Regions from separate parts of the Zea mays genome. Here region 2 is linked to region 1. A link is a contact called in public Hi-C data. All regions are on one chromosome and are shown on one strand. The core of a region is the stretch at or near the end of the contact, and the rest is flanking DNA. Distances in the headings are between cores, read along the strand shown. Region 1 holds the start of LOC100383840 (HSP20-like chaperones superfamily protein). Region 2 holds the start of LOC100282864 (copper chaperone).

Region 1 (3,407 bases), core at 580-3,079:
CTTTGCAGAAACCACTCCCAATTGAAAAATACATATACAAGAAACGTGCAGTACCAAGCTTCATCCCCTTGTACTAGGACCAGACGTATACCAACAGCTGGAGGACTACGACTCATGGTGAAGGCCAAGCTTAACCCACACCCTCCGTCTAGAATTGAAAAAAAAATCGCCGAGCAGAGGTATTGCAGGTGTAGCGAACAGGACCAGCCAGATTTCAATCTGTCGTCCCTGACTACCACTGCAGAAAAATTGAAGGGGACAATTTCATTACCAGCCGCCTGGAAATCCATGGATGGAGAGAGATGGCCACTGCATCTGAACGTCGAAGCTGCTAGTGGATCCGAATCGTCCCTAGAACGAGCTAACATCGGTGGTCGTGGTGGACCTCCACCTCGCGGTTCAACTCCGCCACTGGGAACTCCAACCCCGACCATCTGCAATTGGGGGATACGTGTGCCGCCGAACACCATATCTTGACCGTCCGAAGCAACTGGCCTTGAGCCGCCAGCGCCGCGCCAGTGAAGAACAACAATGTATTCCTCCAAGACGATGATGTATCTGCTGCCGCCACCCACCTTTCGTCGAACAAAACTGCGCGTAGCTGGAAAAAATTTGCGGGAAGCTACTTGATTGCAAGCGCTCGGCAGGATTGGGGAGAGTTTTGCTCGCGCATATATGCGGGATCCATCGTTGCCTTTGTGGGAAGCCAAAAAATGGGAAAAGAAATAGCAGTCTCTTGGAAGCGAGAATGGTGGAGTTTGGACGCTAAAAACGCTATTCGCGTTGATATGCGGCACCTCTTAGAGTTGCTCTTAGGCTGAAGATTCATTTAGGCTATCCGCAACCGTTACCTCTAAATTTTCTCCCCTATATCACTTTTCCCCCCTATTTTCCCCCCTATTTTTTCATCTCCCGCAGCGGTTCCCCCTAAATACTCCCCCTATACCCCACTACCACTATAAAATATTATTTTCTATACCAACTATCAATTTTTTATCTACTAACAATTATCCGTGGACCCACAGCACAGTGTTTAGGGGGATGAACAGTGACGCGCTAGATCTAGGGGGAGAGAGAAGGGGGGCCGACGTGTAGGGAGCGCTATAGGGGGCACCGCTGCGGCCGCAGAGTGCCCCCTACGCGCCGCATGCAAGGGGAGGGGGCAGGGGAGGGGGCAGCGTTGCGGTCAGTCTTAGGCTATCCGCAACCGTTACCCCTAAATTTTTCCCCCTATATCACTTTTCCCCCTATTTTTTCATCTCCCGCAGCGGTTCCCCCTAAATACTCCCCCTATACCCCACTACCACTATAAAATATCATTTTCTATATCAACTATCAATTTTTTATCTACTAACAATTACTCGTGGACCCACAGCACAGTGTTTAGGGTGATGAACAGTGACACACTAGATCTGAGGGGGGGAGAAGGGGACCGACACGTAGGGGGCGCTGTAGAGGGCACCGCTGCGGCCATAGAGTGCCCCCTACGTGCCGCATGCAAGGGGAGGGGACAGGGGAGGGGGGAGCGTTGCGGTCAGTCTTAGCACTCCACTAGACCACTACAGTAGCAGCTCGATGGAATGGAGCCGTGGAGGCCAGCCAGCACAGCACAGGCAAGAAAGGAACCATGTCCTAGGCCCAAGGACGGAGGTGACCCAACCCACACCTCGCACTCCATGTCAGCCGGCTGCTTCCTGCTGTCCTCACCAAGCAACCCATCCTTGCATTCCATGGCTCGGACACGGCAGCAATACATGGCACGCTACGCCGCCGGATACCATAAATACACGTCGAGGCGGGGTCGCTGTCCGTGCACGCCCGCCGCGAAGGGCGAGCAGCTTCGGTCTCCGGCGGCGAGGAAATAGGCAGGCATGGACCGGCGGCAGCGCGCGGCGGCGCGGGTGTTCGAGGACTTCGACCCGGAGGTGGAGTGGAAGCTGGCAGGGGAGGAGCAGGACGTGGTGGAGATCGCGCTGCCGGGGTTCCGCAAGGACCAGGTGAGGGTGCAGGTGGACAACCACGGCGTGCTGCGCGCCACCGGCGAGCGACCCGCCAGGGGCGGCCGGTGGGCCAGGTTCAAGAAGGACCTCCGCCTCCCCGACAACTGCGACTCCGACGGCGTCCGCGCCAGGTTCGAGGGCGAGAAGCTCATCATCACGCTCCCCATCGTCGCCGCGCTGTCGCACTCGCCGACTCCGTCGCCGTCGCCACCTCCTCCTCCTCCACAACAACAACCACGCCGGCGTCCATCGCCGCCAGAGCCGTCCGTTCCTGCTCCTGAACCGCCGCCGCTGACACGCCAGAACCCATCGCCAACGCAGGCGCCTCCTCTACCACCTCAACCACGTCGGCACCCATCGCGCCCAGAACCTTCCATTCCTGCTCCTGAACCGCCGCCACCACAACCACGTACTTACCCTAAGCCACCGCCGCATCGGTCTCCGTCCCCACCGCGTCGGTCTCCGTCCCCGCCACAGCCACCCCGTACTTATCCTAAGCCACCGTCGCGTCGGCCTCCGTCCCAGCCGCCACCGTCGCGTCGCTCTCCGTCCCAGCAGCCGCCACGTACTTATACTAAGCCACCGTCGCGTCGGCTTCCGTCCCCGCCGCCACCACCGCGTCGCTCTCCGTCCCCGCCACAGCCGCCCCGTACTTATCATAAGCCACCGTCGCGTCGGCCTCCGTCCCCGCCGCCACCACCGCGTCGGTCTCCGTCCCCGCCACAGCCGCCCCGTACTTATCCTAAGTCACCGTCGCGTCGGCCTCCGTCCCCGCAGCCACCACCGCGTCGGTCTCCGTCCCCGCCACAGCCGCCCCGTACTTATCCTAAGCCACCGTCGCGTCGCTCTCCGTCCCCGCCGCCACCGTCGCGTCGCTCTCCGTCCCCGCCACAGCCGCCACGTACTTATCCTAAGCCACCGTCGCGTCGGCTTCCGTCCCCGCCGCCACCACCGCGTCGCTCTCCGTCCCCGCCACAGCCGCCACGTACTTATCCTAAGCCACCGTCGCGTCGGCTTCCGTCCCCGCCGCCACCACCGCGTCGCTCTCCGTCCCCGCCACAGCCGCCACGTACTTATCCTAAGCCACCGTCGCGTCGGCCTCCATCCCCGCCGGCCCCAGCACCACCTGCCGCTGAAGAGCTGACAGAGGCCGGCACCGAGGAACGGAAACAATCGCCACCGCCACACCAGACGCCGGGTGCTGCTCCTGGGCCGAAGACTCCTCCCCCGTGGTCGTGGCAGCCGCCGGTCCCTGTCTCGCCTCCTTCTCCGGCGCCGGCGCCGCCTCATGGTGCAGAGGAACAGCCGAAGAAGAGGCAGAAGCAACCGCAACCGCAAGAGACCAACGCCACGAAACGGGCGGAAGAGCTAGGCGGTGGAGCGAGAGGCACGAAGGTGGTGGACAAA
Region 2 (3,407 bases), core at 664-3,163, 190 kb before region 1:
GCGGATCTCCTCGTGAGACGCGATCTGTCCGTGGGTTTGACGGCTTCAACTCTCCGCTGCAAGGTGGACAACAGTGCACTGGTGTTCTTGGAGCTACGCGCGCGAGGCGCCGGCTTTGGAGCTGCGGATCTGAGTTTTCGCAAGGGATGTCCGACGATGAGCGTTTCTTCCGTACCTGGGCACCGTCTGATTCTTCTGATCTCGTCAAGTCGAGCAGGAGGCGCTCTGATGTGCTGGCAAGAATCGGTGATCCGTGTCCTGCCTGTTTAACGCCCCAGGCAGCTAATCAGGTATACATGGCATATTTGTTTTCTGTTTACATTGTTCCTTGAATGGTTACCAGAAACAATCTTGTGTGAGTGTTGAATATATGGCGATCAAGAAGTTCCACGGTGTTACACCACCATCTGTAGATTAGAGTGAATGCTTGACAGTTTATTTATTTATTTATTTATTTTGTTTGTTTCCTGTGAACCCTCCAGGTGTGCAGCAGACGGCAAGCGTTGTCGACTCCAAGGAAGCAGCTGCAGTCTCTGGCCTACTGCAGCGATTCCGAAAGAGACGGACACCGCCGCCTGCCTCCAAGATCAGCTCTAACGTTGTTTACGCAGCGCCCGGACCATCCTTCGTTTCAAAAGAACTCTGGATGCGAGGGAAGGAAAGGCTGTTGCAGCTCGACGCAGCAGAGGAGGAACCTCCAGTGGAGCACACGGACCGGGGACTCGCTGGCCGAAGACCTGAAGTTCGCCACAAGCAGCAGCAGCAGCAGCAGCCGGCGTTGTTGTTCTGACAGCGCACGAGCTCCTCCTCCGCCGCCGTGCGAAGAACGCCGATGCGACGACGCTGCTGAACATCGTCCGAAGGTGACTGGGATCGCCAAGAGAAGAGAGACGAACCGTCGTCGGAGCACGGCTCGGTTTTTTATCTGCGCTATGGTGGTGGTGTTCGCGGCGGCGCTGTTGCTGGCTTGCTGGGAGCAGGACCACCACCCCAGTAACGAGCTGTACTTCGTAGTACCTACTTAGGCCTGGTTCGTTTCTGCTGGATTGGTGGGTCCGAACGATTTCTAACTGGATTACTTTTTTAATTTATATAAATTTTGATTAGTTGGAACGATTCTAGGTGCAATTCGACACAAATGAAAGGCCTTAGCGTATGCCTCCATGTGAGTGTAACCGTAAGATCTTACCTTTGTAAGAAAAAAGGAGGGTCATTTTCGAACTTGGTTTTACATATATGTTAAGTTATACTACATATTCTTAAATATTTGTCATCCATTAATTTATTTTTGAACTAATCGGCGATAAATAAAAAAGAACGGAAAAAGTGTATACATGAGAATGACAAGATGATGATGCTGTTGGAGAGCACCGAAACTGTGAAAGCTAGTGTGCATGATGATCACAGAGTCTTCAGTTCAGTTTTTTTTATGCTAATCTGTCCAGTTTGTACTTTTAATCTGGCTGGTAATAAGTAATCCCTCCGGTTTCCTATTAGTTGTCGTTTTAGATAAGGTTTGAGTCAAACTTATAAAATTTTGACTACAAATAACTATTTTGTTATTTAGTTTTGGAACCTAATATTTATATGCACCAATTTGTCATAAAAGTACTTTTATAAAAGTATAAATGTATTAAGAGTTCATTTGTATTTTAACAAAAAACATTGGTCAAAGTTATATTTTGGAGACCGTGTCGTTGTTCTAAACGATAACTAATAGGAAACCGGACGGAGTAGTAGTAATCAGCACGCAATTGGTGGTTGAGATAGTCTAAAAAATAATAATGTCTGACCGCAGAACCGACGGCGCCCGACCACCCACGCGAACGCGATGACGCAAACCTACCTCGGTTGGCCGGACGCCCCACCTGTCATTCACGGGAAAAGAGGACTTGGCCTCGCCTTCCCTTGCGTGTTTACCGACGCCACCGGCCGCCTGTATATCCTCACCCAACTCCGTCCCTCTCTCCCGGCCCAGATAGATCTTTCCCCCGTCCTCCCTCGCCTTCGCCTTCGCCGGCAGGAGATTTCCACCACCACCGCCGAACCGCCCCGACCCTCCTCCCCTCTCGCGCTATGGCCCAGGTAAATGCTCCCCTTCCGATCTCGTCGGGAACGATTGGTAGTAGATCTTTTTGGAGTAGGTAGGTACTCGACTCGCCGGTCCCCTTTCGTTCACGGGATGATGCCGGTTAATGGTTTCGCCGTGCGCGTAGATCCACTGTAAAGGGGTCCTTTGGGCCTGCCGCCTACCCTTGCGTTGCGTCGATCATCTCCCTCCATGGATGCTCTCGACAGTTTTGGGTCTCCGCTGCTTTATGCATCCGTCTCTCGAAGGATGACCTAAATCCTCTTAATTTTTTTTTTGTAATATATGCTCGTCGACAATCATACTTTTTAATTGATGCGGTGGATCCATCTCCCGTCTGGTATGCTACACGATTATATGGGATGCGGATGTGTTATCTCTGCTCCAGTGGCGGAGGACGCTAGAAAATTTAGGTGTTGCTAACGCGACTAAGACTAAAAATTTATGACACAGTTTAAAACAACTTGTAGCTATAAAATAAGTAATAGATGTTGAAAAATACCTTATTTAATAGTCATCTTGATTACAATCCATTTACAACCAAATGTCATATGGCGAATAAAATCTGGAAAAAAGAAAAAATAAGTTAGGAGCAAAAGAATCAGACCTTTAGCTATGAAAGCCCTTCTAACATCATCTCTAATATTAGGAGCAAAAGAATCCATTGGAATACAAAGTCCCGGATCAGAAATAATGTGATCCGGGTTGAACTGATTTATACCTTCGACTTGACCATTAACATTTTCACCATTGGCATCTTCACTATTATTCTCTTGGACTCCAACTTGTATTCTGGGTTCATTGCAAACTCCATCAGCGCGAGTGCTTAGTCTACTTCCACTAGAAGCTTGACTGAAATAGCTCTTTAAATCTGTCATTTTACGAAGCATATAGCATGTATTAGATAATTAGAAGACATTACAACAGCCAACAGGGAGTGTTCACATAATATAGAGAGATACTTTTTTGGGCCATATTCTTTGTCTTGTTTTTGTTTGTATCCAAGACTGCTATTTAGAAATTGGAAAATCTGCACATTGAAAAATCTACTAGATTAGACACGCATAATAAAATACTCACGCGGGTAATCAAATAAATACTCATGAGCTACCTTTGACCTTTCTATGCTCTGCTCACAAGTCTCACAAGTCACAATCAAACAACTAGAAGCATAGAAGCACGAAGCAAGCAGACAACTAGAAGCACTAAGCATTAAGCAATCAGCCAAGCAGACAACTAGACAAGCAGACGTGCGGCCAAGCAGGAAGCAGCGGCAGGCGGCAGCCGTGCGGCCATGCGGGTCGGCGCCTCGGCGGGA

The links. A called contact is a pair of places that touch in the nucleus more often than the background predicts.
Region 2: a Hi-C map of leaf mesophyll shows a contact between it and region 1, with 2.0 times the contacts expected there. The contact joins the promoter of LOC100282864 here to the promoter of LOC100383840 in region 1. A contact is called at or near these places in 6 of 25 Hi-C or Micro-C datasets (bundle sheath, ear, leaf and 2 more).

Annotation. Positions count from the first base shown.
Region 1 is chr1:180,912,789-180,916,195 of Zm-B73-REFERENCE-NAM-5.0, reverse strand. It overlaps LOC100383840 (HSP20-like chaperones superfamily protein), which reads left to right and starts at 1,829. Exons shown (of 1, transcript NM_001176471.1): 1 at 1,829-3,407. The coding sequence starts at 1,872.
Region 2 is chr1:181,105,304-181,108,710 of Zm-B73-REFERENCE-NAM-5.0, reverse strand. LOC100282864 (copper chaperone) reads left to right here and starts at 1,913. Exons shown (of 3, transcript NM_001155770.1): 1 at 1,913-2,085. The coding sequence starts at 2,077. LOC100383715 reads left to right here. Exons shown (of 3, transcript NM_001176352.2): 2 at 1-290; 3 at 483-1,219. The coding sequence ends at 1,025.